2 separate regions of the Mus musculus genome follow, and region 2 is linked to region 1. Evidence: chromatin contacts called from public HiChIP or PLAC-seq data. All regions are on one chromosome and are shown on one strand. Each heading gives the region's core, a stretch centred on a gene start, on an enhancer-like site or on the middle of the called end of the contact. The rest is flanking DNA. Distances are from core to core; before and after follow the strand shown. Region 1 holds the start of Togaram1 (TOG array regulator of axonemal microtubules 1). Region 2 overlaps Mis18bp1 (MIS18 binding protein 1).

Region 1 (7,384 bases), core at 3,639-6,138:
TTCCAGACCAACCTGGGTACAGGATGAAACCTTCTATTTTACCTTCCTTATTTAAGGTTTTAATTGCAACTATTTAGTTGAGCATTAAAAATAAGATTTATGTAAACTTTATTCCTAATAATTGTTGTTGGTAGTGAGCAAGCTTCCTGTCTCAAACAATTCTAAAAGTGTAAGCCTATAAAGAATAAATGATAAATATACACACATGGAAATGCCCAGATCTCACAAACAGTACATCAGGGCACTAAAACAAATCAAAGAGGAGTCTAGGTAACGATATTCCCTTCACTGATGGTGTAACAGTACATCTGATACACTGAGTTGCCTCTACATGATAGTCATATTTTTTTAAACTTCTGCTAAAGTAAAACAAATATCAAATGAGTACTATGTATCTATTGTGTATCTATGAACTAATCAAGTCAATAATGAACAAACAGTATCAATGTCAAACTTTCAACAAGGTAACAGCACTGTACTTCATTTCTAATTATATTCATGTTGTACCAACACCCATAATATGTTAAAAGAAGAGTTCATACTTTTAGGTTGTTATAACCAAGATAATAAAGGACAGGTTGCAAGTTTAGTATCTATCTACTTAATTGACACCTAAGCTACAAAGAGGTGGTGCTGAAATCAGCTGGGAGGCAATTAACTGTCCCCATACAAATAGAGATCACAGTCGAGCACAGAAATAGAAAAGAAGATCTGCGTAAAAAAATCCAATGTAATTTAACAAGTCAGATTTTTATCATAACTGCTGTCATTAAATTTTCATCCCACAGTTCATTTTTCCTTACAGTAGAATCTAACCAATTATAATATATATTTTTACCAGTACATATCTATAGAATAAATTGGCAAAATTGCATTTCGTCTGACAACTATTTTTATTAGACCTAGAGAAACCAAAGTAAAACTAGCTTCCTGTCACTAACATGAATCCTTATATCTTGGGTTTGGAAATATGCAGCAGAAAGCAAGGGCTATATATATAGAGAGAGACCCTGTCTCAAAACAAAGTAACAAAAACAAAACAAAATAAAACAAAAACTAAAAATTTCTTAACTTTATTAAAGCTCTGACACAACTAGTAAGATTCAGAACAGACACAGAAAAAATAGATTAAAATACATAATCAAATAATACATAAAATATAAAGATTAATAATGGAAAAAATCAAATTTTATCTGATAGTCTTAGCACCCTCCCCCTTTTTACCAAACTTCTAAAAGCTCTAAGCAAAGAGTTAAATTGACTAATTTAAGTTTTATTTTCTTCCTCTGATCCTTAAAATGCGAACCCTGGTGTTGTTGAGAGGATTAGATCAGTATTTACAAAGTAGCTAGCACAGTACTTGGCAGATAACACACAACAAAGGACTACAATTACTGCTTAATAGTGATAACATCTCATTTACATTGTACTTATTAATGAAGACTTCTTAAATTGTGCAGGTTTTTATAGTTTACAGGATTTAGTTTTCATTTCCATTATTTCAAGGATGCCTATAAAACTTAGGTAAGAACACACAAAGACATAAAGTGATTCATCCAACAACTTCATTATCTCTGGCTCTAGAAACAGTGTTTACGCTACTTAAATACACCTCAAAGAATGAGGTATACCTTCCTGTAATCTGCTAACTTTGTTTAAAATATTTTGAAATCATTAAAATTTGCTGCACTCAAATTTACAACTTTTAGTATGGCCCTAAATATTTCTATTCAAATTTCTGAGGTTTACTTTTACAACAAAAAAATGCACTCCTATTATCTTATTAAACTTTTTTTTTCTTTTAAAGCAAAGCCTTTATTCCCAGCACTTAGGAGGCAGAGGCAGGCAGATCTCTGAGTTTAAGGCCAGCCTGGTCTACAAAGTGAGTTCTTGAATAGGAAAGGCTACACAGAGAAACTCTGTCTTGAAAAACCAAAAGAAGAGAAAAGCCTGTTCTTTATCTAATTCTATTATTACATACAAATGTTTTTCTAGTAAATACAGAAAGGACTCCTAGACTTCAAAAATAAGATTAGAAGAAACTTAAGTACTTCTAATAGATATAAATAAAATATATTAAATAAGATTTATGTATAAGATCATCTTAAAAGGTACTAATAAAGGTGACAGTGTAGTCTAATTCCCCAAACAGCCACAATGAAACTAATGCATTTTCCAAGTTTTCTAAAAGCCATAATGTAATAGACATAAATAAATTACAATCTGTAACACACATTGAGCTACAGGGACCTGAGAGAAAGGAGGACTCATTTTGCTTTGCTTGCAGGAAAATAATAGGACTATTGCTTGATTTATGGATCCATGTCTCTTCAGTAGTGTTCTTTGCAGAGGGAAAGGAAAATTCTTATATTTATGCCATAACCAATAATGAAACATTATCCAAGACTTCCTAAGTTCCTTTTCTTTGATACTGATTACAACACAACCTCAGTCTGGTTAGTAACTTGGCTTCCTAAGTCCTTAGATACATGAAGAGTTTGCTGGATTTTTCAATCTGAAAATTCTGGTGACTAGAAAGAATTACCTTCTACTTCAACATAAACTGACATTCTAATGTGGACATTCTACTGTATACATCAGTCTCCTGTTCCCTTTCATGTGGACTGGGTTCCTGAAGTCTCAGCATACATGAAAAGAAGTATGCATGTAAGCTTTTGAGGTTGGATATGAGAATCTGTCTTTCTGTCCCTCCAAGCTCCCATAATAGTGTAGGTGTAATTCAGAACCTTGCACATGTTAGGCAAGTGCTCTCTAAGACCTACACCCAGCCATCCGGTACTCATTCTTTTTCACTGACCAGCATTATAATCATCTCTTGGTTTTCATTTCCATCCTTACTCTCTCTAAAAATAGAAAATGGGTGGGGACAGCAGCACGTCTGTTATTGTTTTTCTACTAAAATACATGTGTTAAACCAAACTCAGGCAGATCTACTTATACATCCAAATGATGAATGAAGGCTGTGGACGACACTCAGTGGCAGAACACTTCCCAGCATGAACAAAGCCCCTCGGTTCAGTGTTCAGGACAGTGAAATAACACAGAACAGCAGCAGCAAACCACAAAACAGAAGATAAAAGAAAGTGAAGAAACCCACCAAAGCTTTAAACCAAAGCACAGGATACATGGTTATACAGCCTCATTTATATTAATACTTTTTCCAAAATAAAAAATTAAGAACATTTTAATTATGTTATAATAAAAACTAATAAATACAATTTCAACTTGCATCACCAGGAGTATTAATTATTGTTATAAAGCACTTTGATACATGTGACTCAATTATTTCAAGATTTCAAAAAATAATATAGCTGGGTATGGTGGCACAGGGCTTTAATCCCAACACTTGGGAGGCAGAGGCAGGCAGATCTCTAAGTTGGAGGCCAGCCTGGTCTACACAGGGAGTTCAGAACAACTAGGACTAGACAGGAAAACCCAGTCTCAAAATAATAAAATAAAATAAAATAAAAATTGAGAGATATCCATTTAATACAAAGAGGGACAGAAATACTTTTGCATTTGAAGAATATAAGCTTGGAACTTCAAATTATAACTCAGTCTTTTCTCACTGAAAAGTAATTGTATTATTTCTTTTAAAAGTCTGCCGAACAACAACAAATCTGTTTTCAAGCTTGGTTTGACAGTGCACACTGGTAATCTCAACAATCAGAAGACTGATAGGAGGGTCAAGACTTCAAGACCAGCTTGGGCTATACAGTAATTCAGCATTAATGTTTCAAATACAGACACACAAAAAAGTTGCTCTTTCATGCCCCAAAGGGGTGTGGCCGTATAGGAGATACTCTTAGTTGAACTGAGTCTATTTATAGTTTCTTTTACAAAAAAAAAAAAAACACTCATCAGCTATCAAATTCTCATTTTGCTTAAAATAATGTCTATCAACCTAAATCCTCTGTGCAGAATTCTCTTAGGACTGTAATGCTAAGAACTTGCACCACAACTGAAATTGTCTAGCGATCTCCGTCTCCAGGAGACTGAAAGACTGCAGAGACTCTGGAGTATCCTAGGGGAGATGGGAAAGGTGGAGGTGGGGCGAAAGGAAAAGTCCCACAGAGGAGTTAAAAGATAAAGGCTTTAAGCACTCCGTTTAATGCAAAGGGGAAAACACTGATTCTACCTATCTATAAGAAAACTTGGTGATGCGGACAATGAAAAGGGACAGAAGCCTTTAACACTCCATAGCCAGCGGGTGAAGAGAGGAAAAGGAGGCAAGGGAGAAGAGGGCGGGGCGAGGAAGGTCCCCAACGACAAGAAAGTCTTTTTTAAAAAAGTACTCTGTGTGCTTGGCCTCGGTTAGGTTCTCCTGTACTACTAAGCAGGCTGCAGGTAGAAAGAATCTTATTTTGGACAGCAGTGAGTAGAACGTTTACAATGGTAACCAGCACTGTGCAGAACATGTCGTCTCTCTCTGCCTGCTCTGGTCCAGTTCTTTGCCTCGCATTCTGGCTCCTGGGGCACTCGGGGAACACACCACCAAAGCCTGCACCACTGTATAATAGCAAAAGGAAAATACCTGAGTCCCAGGAATAACACCTGCAGCAACAGGAGGAGGAGCCACGGAAAACTGGAACCCGGGATGGGATCCTCTCTTGCTCCCGTCAAACCTCAACTCTTATGGGTGGGGTGGAAAACTTCCGCCCCGGACAAGGGAGCGTCATTTCCGTCTAAGGCCTTGACCCCGCCTCTTCATTCTGGCTACGTTCAGACTTCCTCTTCCAGGAATCTTCGGCCTATGCTTTAAGTCCTTACATGGACTACATAACCCAGCATCCACCGCGGCAGATTGGTTTCCGGGTCAAGAGGTCCGCTCTGGGTGCATCACCATGGAAGCGCTCGGTTTGGTCACGTGGTGGCCCTGGTTACGCCGGGTGGCGCCTGTGGGGTCCCAGGCTCAGCGGGGGCCATTTTGCCGGAGGCTGGCTCCGGGAGTGGAAGGCCCGAGCGGCCTGGCAGCTGACCGGAGCCGTTCCTTCTCTTCCTCTGCAGCTCGGGGCTTGGAGAGGAACTGGAAGGCTGGGCTTCATCCAGCCCTCCCAAGACGGCAATGGTTCCCTCCAGCTCTCGCTACCTGACGACCCTCCATGGCGGCCGCGCCTTCCGAGCTGCTCCCGCTGCCGCCTCCTGCGACCCCTGGTTCCTATCGCCTCCTGAGCCGCTGTCGTCCTTACGCCCCAGGGACTGATGGTCGTCGATCCGGGGGCACCATGAGAGGCGAGAAAAACTATTACTGCCGTGGGGCTGCCGGGGATCATGGCTCCTGCCCCGCGACGCCGTCGCCTCTGGCCTCGACCCTCCTGTTACCGGCGGAGGCTGTTTCAACTAGCTGGTCCGGGCCTGGAAGTGGGCTCTCGGGCGGAGATGAGGAGGAGACTCGGCTTCTTCAACTCCTGCGCACCGCACCGGATCCTTCCGAGGCGTTCCAGGCTTTGCAGGCTGCCTTGCCGCGGCGAGGCGGCCGGCTTGGCTTTCCCCGCCGCAAGGAAGCCTTATATCGGGCGCTGGGCCGAGTGCTTGTGGAAGGCGGCAGTGAGGAGAAGAGGCTCTGCTTGCAGCTTCTCTCGGACGTTCTTCGGGGTCAGGGCGAGGCGGGTCAGCTGGAAGAGGCCTTCAGTTTAGCGCTTTTGCCTCAGCTCGTTGTCTCGTTACGAGAAGATAACCCTGCCCTACGGAAAGATGCGCTGCAGATCCTGCATATTTGTCTTAGGCGTAGTTCTGGGCAGGTCCTGCGAACTCTCATCCAAGGCCTGGAAAGTCCAGATGCCCGGCTTAGAGCTTCCACTGCGCTGTTGCTCCCTATCTTGTTCACTCCTGAGGATTTGTTGCAGGGTTTGGATCTCACTGAAGTAATAATATCTCTGGCCCGAAAGCTTGGCGATCAGGAGATGGAAGAAGAATCCGAGACAGCCTTCTCTTCACTTCAACAAATTGGAGAACGACTTGGTCAAGAGAGGTTTCACTCCTACATCTCGCGTTTGCCTTCTGCACTGAGGAGGCACTACAATCGCCGCCTGGAGTCCCAGTATGGAAGTCAGGTTCCTTATTATTTGGAGCTAGAAGCCTCCGGGTTTTCTGAAGATGCTGCCCCGTGTGTAGTGAATCTTTCCAGTAGCAATCTTAAATTTGAGATTATTCCCCAGGAACTCCATGCAAGACTGTTGGATCAGGAAGATTATAAAAACAGGACTCAGGCTGTTGAAGAACTAAAGCAGTTGCTGGGAAAATTTAACCCAAGTTCGACCCCTCATGCTAGTCTCGTTGGTTTCATTAGCTTATTGTATAACTTGCTAGACGATTCCAATTTCAAAGTGGTCCATGGCACACTTCAAGTTCTCCATTTGCTGGTCATTCGCCTGGGAGAGCAGGTGCAACAGTTCTTGGGACCAGTTATAGCGGCTTCTGTGAAAGTGCTGGCAGACAACAAGTTGGTGATCAAGCAGGAGTACATGAAAATCTTCCTAAAGCTAATGAAAGAAGTGGGTCCTCAGCGGGTGCTTTCTTTGCTCCTGGAAAACCTTAAACATAAGCATTCCAGAGTACGGGAGGAAGTAGTGAACATTTGCATCTGTTCCCTCCTGACCTACCCCAGTGAGGATTTTGACTTACCCAAACTGTCCTTTGATCTTGCTCCAGCTCTTGTGGATAGCAAACGCAGGGTACGCCAGGCAGCTTTAGAGGCCTTTGCTGTTTTGGCATCATCAATGGGCTCAGGTAAAACCAATGTTCTTTTTAAAGCTGTAGATACTGTTGAATTGCAGGATAATGGCGATGGGGTGATGAATGCCGTGCAGGCCCGATTGGCCAGAAAAACTCTTCCACGGCTAACAGAACAGGGATTTGTGGAGTATGCAATACTCATGCCGTCTTCGGCCCAGGGCAGGTCAAGCCATTTGGCACATGGAGCAGATACAGACTGGCTTATGTCCGGTAACAGGACTCAGAGTGCACACTGCTACTGTGGTGACCACACCAGGGACAGCATGCAACTTTATGGATCCTACAGTCCAACTATCTGTACCCGAAGGGTTTTAAGTGCTGGAAAGGGGAAAAATAAACTGCCATGGGAAAATGAGCAGCCTGGAGTCATGGGAGAAAACCAGACCTCCAATTCCAAGGACATTAAAGATACCGAGCAGGTATGCTTAATATTCTTAACTTAAAAGTAAAAGAATTCACAGTTAAGTTTTTGAATTAAGTGCTGATGTGAACATCCATTATAATAGTATGGGGTAGGTCAGTGCTTTTAATGGTTTCCTTGATTAAACTTGAGGTACAATGAGCTATGGCCAATAAGTGGGTGTCAATTATGGGTTGTAATCATGCCACCTCAGTCATACAGCAAACA
Region 2 (7,110 bases), core at 1,302-3,801, 190 kb after region 1:
ATTGAGAAAGAGCTAAAGCTTTGGTAAGTGAAATGTCTGCCATCATTTACACTTCTAAATTATTACTTTCTTTGGTCTAGAAAAGATAAATAAGTTTCAAGGAGAAAGAGTTTAAATGACACAACGCCATTAGAGAGAGATGTAGTATATTTACATCTAACATGGTGCCACAGCTTTAGCAAAAATAATGTGCAATTCTCAGAGATTTTAAAAATTTGTATAGATCTTAGCTACAAAGTCAAGGTAAAATTCCAAGAAATGTACATAAAGGATTTCGGTAACTTTTATCATCTTACTATTATTTCATACATTATTTGTGAAAGTAGGGTAGTGTGAGAGGTAGATTATAATGTTAAAAAAGAGCTGACATAACAATTCTACCAACCTTTAAAGCACTTGCCACTTGAGTTTATATGCAAGTTCCTCCATAAAAGCAAATATAGATACTTGTCTCTACTACAAGATTGCTGATAGTGATAGTCTAAATATAATCTTTCATTAATATATTTATCAGGGGGTTGGGATTGTGATAAAGATTTACTCCGTGAAATAAAAAGAACGATGAAGCAGCAGTCTGCAACACAGTCACCTTAGTATAAAAAAGTATAAAAAAGAAGGAATTTTAAGGTCCTAATCAGTCAAAGAGCACCACACCACACATCACATACTACAAACAGTGTTAAGTTTATATAAGACTCTACCACTTCAGCAACAAAGAAAAATTTAGACCTACCTAAGCTATTATCATTAAGGTCATACGTGATGCTGGCCTTTTGGAGGACATAAGTTTCTTTATCTTCTGCATCTTTTTTTTTTGATTTTTGTTTTTCTTGGACTCTTGCTGTTTCCTGTCTGGTCTTGTTCTTTTTTTCAGCCCTAAAATAGTTGTGTTATTGCTTTCTCAAATATTGGTTCTCAACAACAACAATTAAAAAAAGGATGAAAGAAAAGAGAAGAAGAGAAGAGAAGAGCGCATCCCCACCAACAGGATAATCACAGAGCTCAAGGCCAGACTGGGCTACATACTGAGGTTAACCTGTTACATGAGACCCTTCTCAAAGCAAATATTTTTAAAAGACAAACAAACAAAAATATGTAATCTTATTTAAGAAAACTACATGACAATGAGTGTCCAGAAATAAAGTACTTACCTAGTAAATGTGAGGCCAGGATTAAAAAGCACTATTGGGAAGTTGTCTAGTTCTATAAGCAAGTTTTACTGAGACACAGCCATGCTCAATTTACACTACCTACAGTTGCTTTTCTGTTGAAAAGACAGAGTTAAATGGTCGAGAAAAGAAGCAACATGTCCAGAAAAATACCACCTGACACGTTCGAGGAAGAAATAGTCACCAGTTCTTATTATACAATACCTGTACTCAGATGAAGTTTAAAACTCTCTATCTCCTACTATCTCCTGAAGAACAAGAATTTATAAAATTTTTCTCTCAGTGTCTGCTAAGTACCTGGTAGGTACTCAAAAACTAATGAAAATTAACGGAGAAAAACGAATCAAGAATTTCAGTCCAATATTTAACAACTACACGCCATCCAAAGGGTAGGCGATTGATGAATTCTCCTTAGAAATGTGTCTCCAATTTTATTTTCTTTTTCAATTTACTCAACATGACAGAAAGTCTAATAAAGGTTTATTATTTCTAAAACCCCTAAAATCACAAAAATCTTCAAAACTATCACACAAACACAAAAACCCAGCAAAACCACATTACATCGGTTACATAAACATGAATTTGAAAAGGCACAGTATATTTTTTTATCTAAAATGAGTACATTTTAGGGACCATAACTTATACCTTGAAAAGCTGATTTTTAAAAATTTAGACAGTTTACCTTAATTGTTCTAGAAATTTATCAATGTGTTCCTTCCAGTTGTGGGGAAATCCAAACATAAATTTTCTTGTGAGATAACAGGGATATCCTATTTAACAATGAGCAAAACAAATACAAAATTATTTTAATTTAAAAAATAGAAAATGAAATTATCCAAAAGCCTAGGCTTTTAAAGAGGTCTCTCTAATTCACTGTCAGTCAAGAAATATGTACTTCTTTCTTGTTGTTGTTGTTTGTTTTTCGAGACAGGGTTTCTCTGTGTAGCCCTTGGCTGTCCTGGAACTCACTCTGTAGACCAGGCTGGCCTCGAACTCAGAAATCTGCCTGCCTCTGCCTCCTGAGTGCTGGGATTAAAGGCGTGCGCCACCATGCCTGGCAAAATGTGTACTTCTGATTCACTATATGCTAAGTACTGCTAGAGTACTGAGGACCCATTAGTTAGGGAAATAAAATCCCCATCATTACACACTGAATTTCTATTATATAAGAGAAGAAGCAAATGCAGAAAGTAAAATTCTTTGCTAGATTGATATCACAGAAAAAGTAGTTAAACATATTCATAGGAGAAAAGGAGAAGACAGCAATTTCAAAAGGAGGTAGTCAGGGAAATTCTACTGACATAGAAAGCCAGGGCATAGGAACCTGAGGGAATGAGTCATATGGGAAAATGGAATCCAAATATTAAAAATAGGAAATGAAAAGCCTTGTGACAGAGAGCTGGTTTGTTTGTGAAATAAGACAAGCAAAGCTGAACTGTAATGAAGAGTCAGTACTAGGCATATACTGAAATGAGTAATAAAAGTCGTGATTGTGTGGGACACTACAAGGGGTCGGGTCAATTTATGATCCTGGGATTTATTTAGGAAAGAGGAGAGGCTATAGAAAGATTTAACTAATAATGATGCCCACTTACCTGCTTCTTTCATGGAGACCGAGTCTATCAATCCTTTTAAGATATAAATGTTGCCTGATAAGGTCCTAAGTTCATTGTGTTTAATCCGCTCTATAATTACATTGCTATGCCAATAAACATCAGTCATATCTCTAGGGGGGGAAAAGAATAAGTTTAATAAGGTCAAAGTATTTATACTTTACTAGGAACTGTATATACACATAGAAGCATACAAACTTATAATGAAGGACTGGGTGTGAGCCAGTTATGTGTAATCTCAACACCTTGTATATAAAAGCAGGAGGAGTGCTCTAGGTTTGAGACCAGCTTGTTCTACATACTAAGTTCCATGCCAACGAGGGCTTCATAGTGAGATGCAATCTTGATGTCACTCTCCACTTCAAAAAGGAAGTATTCATTCTGTACTCTTAGCTATCACAACAATAACAGCATTATTAATCTAATTACAAAACATCTGAGGACTAACCAGTACAGAATTCAACTGCTTGGCTAATGTGATCCTCAGAGTCTATGCCAAGAAACTATACTGTGGTCAATCAATCTATATACCTGATATAAGATATAGCATTAGCAAGGAAAGAAAAACTGTCAACAAACATTTCCTGATGGCAACATCTGACATTTCAGCTTAATAGTTCCTAAGCCTTCAAAGATTTTGGTGGCCCTTCACATTTTTGTTGGCTTTTTGTAGAAATGCTATTTTTGTTTATTCAGATACTGTCTTTCTGGGATTTTTTTCCCACATATTTGTGTGCACACCATGGAATTCATATAGAGCCAGAAATAGCTTCTGGGAATCAGTCCTTTACTACCAACTTATGGAACCTGGGGACCAAACTAAGGCTGTATAGCCTTGCAGCAGGCTCTGCCCTGTGAGCCATCTTGCTGGCTCCTGGGTCTTACGATGCTACCCAAGATAGCCTTAGACTTCTACATCCTCCAACTACCTGAGATTACAGATTACATGTGCACCCAACTCCCTCCCGCCTACTTCATGTTCAAAAATGTCAAGTACATCTATCTCATTTTAAAGGTTTTTTTTTCATATTTTTAAAAATATAAATACATAGGCCAATATTTTTACCTTCTATTTTGTAAAGAGGGTCTACTTAAGAGAAAACAAAGTAGCAAATCACTGACCTAGAAATCTACTCTTCATACATCACTAAATGAAACTAGTAGCTAAGTGCAAAGCATTTTTCATATAACAGATAGTAAACATACTCATGCTATAAAAAAGTTCTCTCAATTAAATAAATTAGGATTAAACTGATGACACTATACCATAATACTTTTTTTTTGCTTTATTGTGGTTTGAGGGGAGGTGTGAGGTTTTTTTGTTGTTGTTGTTTGTTTTTTTGGGTTGTTATTTTGGTCCTGGTGTTGTTTAAGATATGGTCTCTCTACATAGCCCCTGCTATCTTCGAACTATGTAGATCAAGCTGCCTCCAAACTCACAAAGATTCTCCTGCCTCTGCCACCAGAATTGTTAGGGCTTAAAGGTGTATGCCACCACAGCCCACAGCGTCTTTAAAAGGCATGTTTCTTTATTCTTTGATACTGCAAATATTAATTCACTTAATTCTCTACCTACAGCAAAGCTGAGCACTAAGCATGAATCAAAAGTCATCTTCAAGTACATACTGTACTTAGAGTACCCACGGCCAGCCTGGGCTACATGATACACTCTCCAAACAAGAAGAGCCTTCCCACAGTATTAATCATATTAGTGTTATCACTGTACTAATGAAGAAGTTGAGCCTCGTAGAGTAGAAGCAATTTTAATTTGTTCAAGTAACATTGGTAGTAAGCAGTATTAGTGAAATCCCTGCAAAGGCAATTTATGCTGCATTTTAGACATGAAAAAGGGGATAAGGCTGTAAGATAGTCTACTAGTAGACTTATATGTTTAGCCTTGAAACAGTGATCATTGACATTGTGTCAGCACAAGTTGTTTACTATGGAGAGGCTGGTTCTCAGAAATAGAACAGAGCACCAGAGTTAAAGCCTACTGTCTGACAATGCGTTCACTTTGGAGAACCAAAAGTGTCAATTAACATGTAACTACTGGGAACTTTAAATAATTTTGATCCTTTCATGGATCAGTAATTTACATCAAACATCTTTAGCAAGGCACTGATGTCATGTTTTACTTTTGCCTTCAGTTTATAACCTCATTAGAACATGTTTTATAGAAAGATGCTATTCGTCACTCATCACTTAAATACAGCTAACTTAATCATATTGAAAGAACATTTAAATGTTATACTTACACCAGCTTTCCTTCTACACATATAGCAGTATTATTATTGATGACTTTAATCATCCATTCCTGTAGGTGGACTGCCTAATCAAGCATAAAAAAATATTTCTTGTACTATTTGCACATAGCATTACAGTCAGCATTTAGCATTAGAAAATGTGAATTACAAGAAAAGCCCCATGTAATCCTCGTGGTTTCTAAGTAGCCATCTATATAGGAATCAGCCCATTTAAAGCACCAATTGTTAAAACTACAATATTGAAAGAAAGAAAAAAATACAGAAACTTAACTGAGGCTGTACTATATGGCTTGCCTGTAATCCAGAAGGATCTACATTTTAAATACTCATACAAAATGGCTTAGCCAAAAGGAAGAGGAGACTCCTAACATATACACTGAACCACCGAATCTTACAGAAAACACAGCAACTTAGGGGGATGAAAATGCAAAATGTATTCCCAAGTGAGTTCCAGGACAGCCAGGGCTACACAGAGAAACCCTGTTTCAAAAAACCAAACCAAACCAAAACAAAACCAAAAAAGCCTTGGAACTCACTTTGTAGACCAGGCTGGCCTGCAACTCAGAAATCCACCTGCCTCTGCCTCCCAAGTGCTGGGACTAAAGGCATGTGCCACCACACCAGGCAGGCTTAAAATTCTTATGCTAACTGGTATAAACAGGCATGGTAGAGATGAAGAAGTACTAGGAAATCTTAGAGTAGTTTTATTCAAACTTTATACATTTATGTCAATATCCAAACATTTTATCATTATGTCAAACATTAAATGTTTGTAAATAACAATTTGTAGCAAATAACTGATTATAAAATTGCAACCACTTCATCATTTCTAAAACCAAGATAAAATTACATAGTATCTCTCAATTGGATACCCACTAATACCTACTTAAAACTTAATGGACACACTTTTAACAGTTAGAAATTTTACATTGTCCTTTTTCTTTGTTTAGTACTGGAAGATCAAGCCTAAGTTTCATATATGCTTGTATTTCTTCTTGAACTGATAATACATTCCCTTCAAAAAAAAGTGCCTCAATTCAACATAGTTTGATGCTTTAAAGTATTTTACTGTTCATCTTATATAGCTTTTATCAAGAAAAATCTCAACTCTTTATCTGTTATAATTCCTTTCTATTTCAAATGTTAATAATTCCTAAAAAGTTGAAATAAAAGTAGGAGCAATGTCAGTGTTCATTTCTTCCAGGCATAAGTGAAGTTTAAAACTAGCAATAGAGCAAGGTAAGAATTAACAACTGAGTCACCTTACTTTCAGCCTGACTGTTTTTTCACTAGGCTTAAGTGGCTACCATCAATAATAAAACAAGGAATAAAGCAAAAATAGAGTCTAAACCTCTGAGGAACAAAATAAATACTTGCCTTAAAGGTCTTCCTACCTGATATTTTTTTACTTCTTTTACAACAGTTTCAAGCTTTGTACATTTTCTTTGAGACCGGCCAGATAGTGTTAAATTAGGTCTTGGACTTGAACGTTTAATTTTAGATGTATTCTTTATGGGATCTTGAAGAATAGTTCTTCTGGACATCATCTCTTCATTTGGTTCTGTAATATCCTCTTTTGCAGTCCTTTCTGTTGTCACATCATTATCAGAAGTAATAGATTGGCTATGATTCTTAATAGGAACACAAAGAGAACTAATGGTGTTAACATCAGTATTTTCAAACTTTTCATAAGTACAATCAATGCCTCCCAAAACAAATGTGTTCTTTTTGGACACAGTGATCCTAACAGGACTCTCTTTTGAATGAAGAACTTGTCCGCCAAACTGGGCTCTAGTTAATGCCTTCTTTGAAATGCACGAAGCTGAAACATTTTTTTGTTCTTGGTTCAGAATTGGAGGATCTGCCAAAAGGAAACAACAATAACAACAACAAAAAATTATAGAAAGGTTCTATGGGGATAAAAAGTTTTAAACTGCTTATATTAAAAAGATAGCACATTAAGAATAGTCCATCCTCAAGTTCAATTTAAATGTCTCTAGTTTTCTGTTTTAAGACAATCTTTCTATATCGCCTTGGTTTATCCTGGAACTCACTATGTAGACT

Evidence for each region. HiChIP or PLAC-seq counts read pairs in DNA pulled down with a chosen protein or histone mark.
Region 2: a contact with region 1 is called in an H3K4me3 HiChIP or PLAC-seq map of bone marrow-derived macrophages, with 4 times the contacts expected there. The contact joins the enhancer-like site here to the promoter of Togaram1 in region 1. A contact is called at or near these places in 4 of 39 promoter capture datasets (the C10 cell line, the HPC-7 cell line, hematopoietic stem and progenitor cells and 1 more), 17 of 484 Hi-C or Micro-C datasets (CD4 T cells, CD8 T cells, the G1E-ER4 cell line and 13 more), 7 of 115 datasets of contacts at active chromatin or transcription factors (the 230-238 cell line, the SCID.adh cell line, bone marrow-derived macrophages and 3 more) and 3 of 9 other capture datasets (adipose tissue, liver and pancreatic islet).

What each region holds. Positions count from the first base shown.
Region 1 is chr12:64,960,854-64,968,237 of GRCm38.p6, forward strand. Togaram1 (TOG array regulator of axonemal microtubules 1) reads left to right here and starts at 4,889. Exons shown (of 20, transcript NM_177805.3): 1 at 4,889-7,175. The coding sequence starts at 5,124. It overlaps Klhl28 (kelch-like 28), which reads right to left and starts at 4,683. Exons shown (of 5, transcript NM_025707.3): 1 at 4,556-4,683.
Region 2 is chr12:65,151,955-65,159,064 of GRCm38.p6, forward strand. Mis18bp1 (MIS18 binding protein 1) reads right to left here. Exons shown (of 14, transcript NM_172578.2): 3 at 6,441-6,907; 4 at 5,038-5,111; 5 at 2,765-2,895; 6 at 1,852-1,939; 7 at 734-876. Among named protein-coding and RNA genes, the nearest start is that of Mis18bp1, 17 kb to the right of the region's middle. Within about 2 kb of position 2,552, at least 5 of the 459 cell types and tissues checked have an H3K27ac peak or open chromatin away from gene starts, as enhancers often do. A contact at or near this core is called in bone marrow-derived macrophages, where this site is marked.